Regions from separate parts of the Sus scrofa genome. Here regions 2 and 3 are each linked to region 1. A link is a contact called in public promoter capture Hi-C data. All regions are on one chromosome and are shown on one strand. The core of a region is the stretch at or near the end of the contact, and the rest is flanking DNA. Distances in the headings are between cores, read along the strand shown. Region 1 holds the start of BLCAP (bladder cancer-associated protein). Region 2 holds the start of TGM2 (protein-glutamine gamma-glutamyltransferase 2). Region 3 holds the start of KIAA1755.

The links. Promoter capture Hi-C pulls out the DNA fragments that hold promoters and counts their contacts.
Region 2: a promoter capture Hi-C map of fetal liver shows a contact between it and region 1, with 3 times the contacts expected there. The contact joins the promoter of TGM2 here to the promoter of BLCAP in region 1. A contact is called at or near these places in 2 of 5 promoter capture datasets (fetal liver and liver) and 1 of 2 datasets of contacts at active chromatin or transcription factors (alveolar macrophages).
Region 3: a contact with region 1 is called in a promoter capture Hi-C map of fetal liver, with 4 times the contacts expected there. The contact joins the promoter of KIAA1755 here to the promoter of BLCAP in region 1. A contact is called at or near these places in 1 of 5 promoter capture datasets (fetal liver) and 1 of 2 datasets of contacts at active chromatin or transcription factors (skeletal muscle).

What each region holds. Positions count from the first base shown.
Region 1 is chr17:40,632,210-40,634,909 of Sscrofa11.1, reverse strand. BLCAP (bladder cancer-associated protein) reads left to right here and starts at 1,297. Exons shown (of 3, transcript XR_001302112.2): 1 at 1,297-1,410.
Region 2 is chr17:41,220,435-41,223,134 of Sscrofa11.1, reverse strand. TGM2 (protein-glutamine gamma-glutamyltransferase 2) reads left to right here and starts at 1,449. Exons shown (of 13, transcript XM_003359989.5): 1 at 1,449-1,579. The coding sequence starts at 1,570.
Region 3 is chr17:41,319,999-41,322,799 of Sscrofa11.1, reverse strand. It overlaps KIAA1755, which reads left to right and starts at 1,472. Exons shown (of 14, transcript XM_021077677.1): 1 at 1,472-1,766. The coding sequence starts at 1,764.

The sequences.
Region 1 (2,700 bases), core at 48-2,547:
AATGCCTCAGCACCCACCTGCCCATCTTACATTCTTTACTTCTCCACCTCCCCAAGCCACCACCCTGCCAGGTGCACCTGGAAACCTGAAACCAGCCTTCTAACTGGTCCCCCTACACCCACTGGAAAGTGCTTTCTAAGTCATGCAGTCAGGGTAGCCTTTCAGAAACCGCAATCTGGTTATCAGCCCTCCGATGAAAATGGCTTCTCATTACCCTCAAGAGAAAATCCAAATTCATTAGGTAGCACAACCTGCCCTACTTGCTCATTTCTCACCCTCACCCACTCCTTTCCACCCCCACATCTAGGACAAGGGGTTCTTTCTGCCTAGAACATTTCCCCTCTCACTCTTGCCCTGTGCAGCTCCTAACTGTCCTTGGTGTCCGCCTAAATACCAGCTTCCCATGGAGAGACCACCCTCACTCTTCACCCCACATTAGTATTCCACTAACTTTTCATAACATTCTTCATTTTCCACCCACAGCACTTCCCATCGTGCATAATTATATGTTGATTTGATTAAAATTATTAACAGAGAGTGCTCTTTCGATGATTGTAGAAGCCCTTCCGTCACTCTCCCCCAGTGGACTGGCAGAGCCTTGAGTTAGAACAGCGCCTGTGTCACTCTCCATTCTATTCTCTTGCCTTTTTAGCACTGCACTTACGCATAGCAAGACCTCGAAGAATGTGCTTCATTAGCTAATAAATGGATACACAGACTCATTTAATCCCTACAACCACCCTGTGAAGCAGGCATTTCATCAGATTTGGGGAAGATGAGTCGCAGTGGGCAAGTGGCTCGCCCGAAGTGGGGAAGAGTCAGATCCTGACCCAAGACAAATCCTAAATTCTGAGCCGGAATAGTTCCGTTCCTGACCTTTTGGCCTTGGTGAAGGGACCGGGGAGGAGGCGGACTTTGAGCCACGAGAAGGTTTTTCCCAGAGTACTCGGGTCATCCACGAGGGTCGCAGTGAACAAACGCTCACCTACGGAGACGAGGGTACGCCCCCTTCTCTCTCAGCGTGTTAAAGATCACAATCTGCTGCATATGCATAAGGGGACCAAAGGAGCCGAGATTCGGGGCTGCCCGGCATACGCCTGATCAAAACTACTTTAGACTTGAAGAGTTCAGAGCCCCTGGAGTTCTGCACACGTTGGTAGGACGTCTTCAAAAGGCTATATGTGGCAAATATTGGGGGGATAGTGGGCGAGAGTGACCCCAATTTAGGTCGTATGATCAGGCGTATGCTGTAGGCAGCTCGGTCCCGGGAGGGGTCCTCGGCCGGCTCGTCTAGAAGACCAAGGGGGCGTCTCCCCGGCTTCTTGCGGCGTCGGTGGCGAGCTGAGGTGGAGGCAGGCTGCGGCGGCGAGGGCGACAGCGGTGGCGGCGGCGCCATGGCAGGGCTTGCAGGTACTGTGGCATTGGCCTCCTGGGGGCGGGATGAGAGGCCCTCAATGCGGCCGCGCCGCCATGTTGTCCCTTCGGGGTCACCTTAGGCGTCGTCCGGTCCCTTTCAGGGGTTTTCCTTCCGTGCACCTTGGGCCGCCCCTGTCCGGTGTCACGTGATTGCCCTGTTTCGTCCCCAGCCTGGGCCTTGGGGGGTCCCTTCCCGGCCCGAGGGCGTGTCACCGGACTCCTAGGTTCAGATTCTGGCCTCCAAGGTCAGCGCTCGCCTGTTTGCTCTCGGGAGGGAGCAGGCAGAGCTAGGGAGCGCGGGGCTAGGGGTGCGGCCACCTTTTCTTAGACCCCGGGGCACATGGCAGGGGGCTCAGCTTCTGAGAGTCCTGTCACTCTGTCCCTGCCACTTTAATTGCATTTTTTTTAATCAGAAGGGACGTGGAGAGGAGAGAAAGGGGTCTCCCGCTCCCACGCCACCGCCTTGGTGCCCGGGGTGATAGCTTGACTCTCAGCTTTGGGTCGCGGGTGCTTCTTACTCCTTCTAATTTTCTATCAGGTCTGCCGACCTGTTCCCTTTCCTCCAGTACGTATGGGGAGTGGCCCTCAAGGGCAGCTGAAGGAATGGAATGCCTGGCACAGTAATGGCCTGAAAAGAAGAATGGGGGATGGGAGACAGTTGATTTTTTTTTTCTTCCCTCTTCCAGACCGCCTTTAATTTCCTTCCAGGCCTCCGTGTCCCTTTTCAACATTAAATGTTGGGTCAGACTGAGGTCTGTCCTAGGAAAGAAATGGTCTTTCTGTTTATAGGTTTGGTTCGTGTTTTACCCCTTTCAGGGAACTGGTGTGTTGGGGACAGCTTCTGTTTGCCCTGCCTGACATGGTACAACCATCCCCTCAGCCTTCTGGACGGCAACACCAAAGCCAGGACCAAAAAAAAAAAAAAAAAAGAAAAAGTTCCAGCTTAAGTGCTAAGGCCAAATGTTAGATCTTGTTTATTTATTTGTTTGTTTTAAATCAAAGACTAATTAATATCAAGCAAATCTGTTGAAAGATTGTGGTGCCCTGGGCGGTTTCCAGTGACCAGGTCAATTCCATATCTGACTTTGGTCTTGTTAGAATTGCTGCCAAAACCAGTTTAACTTTTTATCTATAATATGTTGTTTCAAAGAGGAATCTGGAAGTCTGGGTTTGGCTGTCTTTTGTTGTTGTTGTTCTCTTATCTTTGAAGCATATGCATTCCATTTCGAGCCTGTCACTGTGTGATATACGAAGGACCATGTGTTGCCTGGCTCTCTGACTTCC
Region 2 (2,700 bases), core at 200-2,699, 590 kb before region 1:
CAGTGGGAACCCAAACCCTGGCTTTTTGACTGAAGTTCACTCACCCTGCTCCTTCCTCGGAGCCCTTGCCAGCTGCAGGGAACATTTTCTGCAACAACATCCCCTGTAAAATGGGGCGCTAATCATCCTGGAGCTATTTTAGGGGTCAGCGGGGCCCTGAGTTTGTTCACTAAGACCCCAGACAGGGCCCATTTGACTCAGGGACAAACATCCACTAAAAACGACACAGGTTTATTCCCTGTGCTGTGTCATAGGAACAGAAACTGGGGCTGATTTTGTAACCCAAAGCTATCAATAGATATGGAATTTATTCTGGAAAAAGGGTTGGGGGGGTAGGGGCACCTCACAGGCCCCTGCCTCTCCAAGGACCTTCCCTGCCCAGAACTCATGGTGGGTAAGAAGCATAAGATGCCAGGGGATGAGAGGGAGAAGACTGGGCAATGGACCCCCACCCCCCCAGGGTGCTAGGAGCGAGAGGTCAGAGGTCAAGTCCCTGAGACGGTGGCTTTCTTCCCTTCTGGAATGGGCTGGGCCTGTGAAGGACACCATCAGTGAAGGGCGGGAGGGGTAAGTGGGTGGATGGATGGGGGGTGAGTGGATGGACGAATGAATGATTAGATGGCTAGAGGGATGGGTGAGATAGGGAAATTGTCGGGGCTGTGCCACAGGCACGGGTGTGGTGTGTCTGTCTTTGCCGGTGTGTCTGCATGTCTGTACATGAATCCATGTCTGCGTGTGTGTCCATCTCCCAGTATGTGAACCTTTGGGTGTCTGTAGGTGCCCCACTCTGCTTTTGTGTCTGCCTCTGATGGCGTGCCGTCGTGTGTGACGGTGAGTTGGGTGCATCTGGACCTCTGCTTATTTGTGTGTGGTTCTTGGTGGGTGGATACCCGTCCTCCTGTGTGTCTGGCTGGCTGTCTCTGATTTTAATCTGATTTTCTGTCCATGTCATTGTGTTTGTGTGTCCAGGTTTATGTGCTGTATCTGTTGGAGGGTATCTGTGTCTCTACGTGTCCAACCCCTCTGTCTCTGACTGTGTGTCTGTGCCTGCTCCATATGTCTCTGTATCTGATTGTGTGTGTGTGTGTCTTCTGGATCCCGGTCAGCCCTGACTACGGGTCTATGTCTTTGTATCCAAGTATATCTGTACCTCCTGGTACAATCGCGAGTCTCTTTCTGCTCATGTGTTTCTGTGTCCAGGTGTCTCTGTTACCCAAGGTCTGAGTCTGTGTATCCAGGTGTGTCCGGTGTTCTGGCCTCTGTGTCCCTGTGGCTGCCATTCCGCTCCGTGCTCTGCCTGCTTCCGCAGGGGGCGCCCTTGCCCAACCCTCCCTAAATCCCTGGGCTCCTGCCCCCGGTGCGCCCCCGCCGGCTGGTGGAGAGTCAGCCGGAGCCCAGCCGGGGCCCGCCGCCTCCCCAGGTCCCGCCTTCCCGCGCGGCCCCGCCCCTGGCCCGCCCCTAAGCGGGCTATAAGTTCCCCGCGCTCCTGGCCTCTGCATTGCCAGCCGCCAGTGGTCTGCACTTGGAGGGTCCTGCCACCAGTTCGAGGAGCACGTCCACCACCTGACCATGGCCGAGGGTGAGTATCAGGGCCAGCGCCGCCGCCTCTGCTCAGGGGCCCCAGGTCTGACCATCCCTCCTCCGATGGTCCCACCGGGGCAGGCTGGGCTCAGTCCCCAAGTCCTGGATTTGGAGCATAGCAGGAGGGCTGGGCTGGGTGAGAGGTGCCTGGCTCCCAGGTCTGCTGGGGCCTTAGTTTCCCCATCCCCAGGGCACAGGCATTAACCCCTGCTTCCTTGGATCAGCTGAGACAATGCAACACGAAGGCGTGTTGAAAACCCCAAGGTACTCTGATAGGGACTGTTGTCACTCATCCTTAGTCAGTGAGTGGGGGCTGGCTCCCTGCTGTGTGCCAGGCATGAAGCTGTGCAGAGGGTGCTGGCCTGGCCTCAGATACTTACCCCTGGAGATGTACCCGCCAAGCCTGGGGGGCTGGAGAGGAGCTTTCAGCATCCTTTGAGGTAAGAGACTGAGTGCAGACTTGTTCTCCCAGGTCCCTCCTTGCCCTCAAGTTCTGCAACCCTTGTCCTTCCTTGGTCACTTGTTGAGTCTCAGTTTCCCCTCTTGTAAAACAGGGACAGTAATGCCCGCCCTTGGTGTGTCTGTGAGGCCTGAGAAGAATGAGGAAGGGGCTCAATTCATTTCCTACCTGTCCCCATGTGGGGCACACACACACACACACACACACACACACACACACACACACGGATAGGGCTACCATCCTGGAGGAGGGATTTCAATGATGGGAGATGCACCTGCACTAATGCTGCTGGACTGACTCATCCTGGCTGACTCTTGGGTCAAGTGCATTTGGAGATGACCTCTGTACCACCGCAGCCCCAGGAAGGAGGGTGGGCAGAGCGAATGTGGATGGGCACACGGGGCAGATGATGGAGCAGGAAAGAGCAGGAGGAACATAGGCCTGCCTCCCTGCCTGCTGTGTGATCTCGGACCCATTCTGCCCCTCCCTGGGACCCAGGTCCCCAACCCATGTGATCGAAAGCCAGCTCACGGCCGACTGTGATGTGTCACCTAGGTGACCACTTGTGCCCCATGCCGTTTCCCATCCCCTCCCCAAAGGTTGGGCCTCGGTAGGGCTGGGGGACCCTAGAGATGCCCTTTATGATGAGCCCTCTACCT
Region 3 (2,801 bases), core at 223-2,722, 690 kb before region 1:
GAGTGCGGCCCTAAAATGCAAAAAAAAAAAAAAAAAAAAAAAAAAAAAAAAAAAAAAAAATTAGGAAGAAGTCTGTTCTCTCCCAAACTTGGGTCTGGGTGGTGGTACCAAAACCATCCAGACTGGCTCCTGCAGGTGGAGGGAGGTTTATTTGATTGCTGAATACGTATCATCGAGCGATCCTCTGGCTGGAAGGCATGGTGGAGCTATTGGGGATTATTAGTCTGGAATTAACATAACCAAACAGAGGTCCGGGATGTGTAGGGACTTGTTCAATGCTGCACAGCAATGTGGGATGGCTTCTAGCTCAAGTTCTTTCTGCTAAAAGGCTGCTTAACCTCTGTGGCCTTAAACCCTTACTACTATACTCGTCCATTTTCAGGTCTTTGCTTGCTCCCGATCTCCTTAAACTTAATACTACCTCAGGGCCTTTGTACATGCTGTTTCTTGTGCCTGGAACTCTGTTTCTCTCGACTCTCTCATTCTCCACTCTTCACCTAATTCCTTCCGCTCTTTCAGATCTAGGCTTCTTTCTCCCTCCCTAGACCACCGGCTCTAAGTGGATCCCCCTACTGGGCCAGCGTTAACATTTGTCTGTTTCCTTCTTAGCAGTTCCCACACTCACATATTCTGTTTTGCTTCTTGTCTGTCTTCCCCATTAGACTGCACATGACCTGAGGGTAGGGGCTCTGTCTTGTTCTGGCTCAGGGCTTGGCGCCATGTTTGATAAAGGAATGGATGACCCAGAGTTCTCCACCTAGAAATAACTTCAGTTACCATCTAGATTCCCAGTCTCCCTCCAAAGCTGAGGCCCAGCAGGGAACAGTGGCTTGGCCACCTTCACGCAGCCAGTCACTGCTTGAGCGAACCAAGATAAGAACTCACAAACAGCCACCATCATCTCTGCGCCTTGCATTAGATGCTGGGGCGTGTGGTGGGCTTCACAAGGGAAGGGCATTGGGGCATGTTTACTCCTCGCCATCACATCTAAGGGACAGGTACTATCATCATCGTATCATCATCCCCAGCTTACACACAAGGAAACAGGCTTAGGAGAGGCCATGATTTGCCAGAATCCCCCGACTGGCACGTGGACAAGGAAGAGACTCAAGACACTGGACCCAAGCTCGGACTCCGATCTCAGTCTGGGCTTCATTCAGCGCCTGGGCCACGCCGCCGGGAGCCTCACTCTGCCAGTCTGTATAATGGGCGAGGCGCGGGGCGACGGCTTCCAGATGAGACGGCCGGAGGCCGGAGCGCGGGGGAGGAGGGAGGAGCGAGGAGCGGGCCGGCTCGAGTTCCCCTTGGCAGCCGGCGCGGCCCAGGGTCGGGAGGGGGGCGCCTGGTTCTCATCACGCGCCGCGGGGCGGGCGGGGCGGGGGCGAGGCGCCGGCTCCGAGGGGCCGCCGTCGGCCGCCAGGTCCCACGCGGGGAGCAGCTCCGCCCCGCCCGCCCCGCCCCTGAGGCCGCGCTCGGCGGTGGCCTGGCTTGCGCCGCCCGCGGCTCTCCCCGGCTCTCCTCGTTCCCAGTCTCCGCTCCTCTCTTCTCTGTCTCCCTCCGCCCGCCCCCCTCGCCACCCCCCCAACCCCCGTTTCCCTGGCTCCCCTTGGAGATGAGGCCAGAGTTGGCGCCCTGAGCCAGCCCGCTCCGTCGGCTCCAGGGCTAGGCCGGGGCCAGGGGCGGCGCAGGACAGAGCGACGCCGGGCGGGACCCACGGAGCCGGTGCCCAGGAGAGAAGCAGCCGCCGCTTGCACCCTGTCACCATGGTAACGCCTGCCAAGGCCTGGACCACCTTGCTCGGACCCCTTTTGATGAAGCACAGCCCTTGGGGGGGGTGTCGGGGGTGGGGGGCGGACAGATTCCTACCTTTTCGGCTGAGGCAACTCTCGGTTCCTGGCCAGGGGTCTGTGCTTCAGGGTCCCCACTAGGAGGGGTGGGCTGGAGAGTGCAAGACTCCAGCTCTGGTGCAGTTTTCTCTCCCGGCTCCATCCGTCCATGTGTGAGGTGGATGGAGTCAGGCTGGATGGCTGGTAAACTTGAACACTGCCCGTCCCACAGCACAGATCAGAGCTGGAATCCTAGCTCTGGAGCTTGGACGGACTTGGGGGTGGTGTGGCATTTGAGACTTGGGCTGAGGGGGAGGTATGCCTACTGTACCCATAGGGGTTTGGATGGGGAGGGGAGTTAAAGTCCCCTCTCAGCCCAGTCGGCCAGCACAGAGCAAGCAGGGTCGAGGGTGCTGAGTGGAGAAGAGGGAGTCGTTTGGCAAAACTTGGGGTGATGTTGCCACTTTAGACTCAGGGCAGCAAAGTCAGATCTGCACATTGTCCTGACGCCATGGGTAATGGGTGGGGATGTCTGCCTGGGGCGGGGGAGGGGGGGGGAGGGCAAGTACTACCCCCCCCCCACCATGGCTCCCTGGCCTTGCACCCCAAGAAGACTGGGGTGCTACGTGTATGTGTTTGCGCCAATATCTGGAAACAGAGAATGAAAGAAAAGTCTGCTTTCAGGGAATCCCAGCCCAGCTCCAGATAGGCCCAGGAGCCCCTGGGGGGTGTCACAGGAGTGGTGGGGATTTGGGAAAGGGCTGTGAGGCCTGGCTATGGTTTTACCCCTTTGACTGTGATCCACAGGTTGAATCTGTGTGGGTTTTCACAATGGGCACACACAGAATTCTATAGACATGTTCACAGACACACACGCAGAGCCTCAAAACAGGCTCCCAGTGACACACACAGCTAAACACATGTGCCCTCACTCACACGAGCCTTATCCACCTGTTCTCCCAGGTTATTATTATT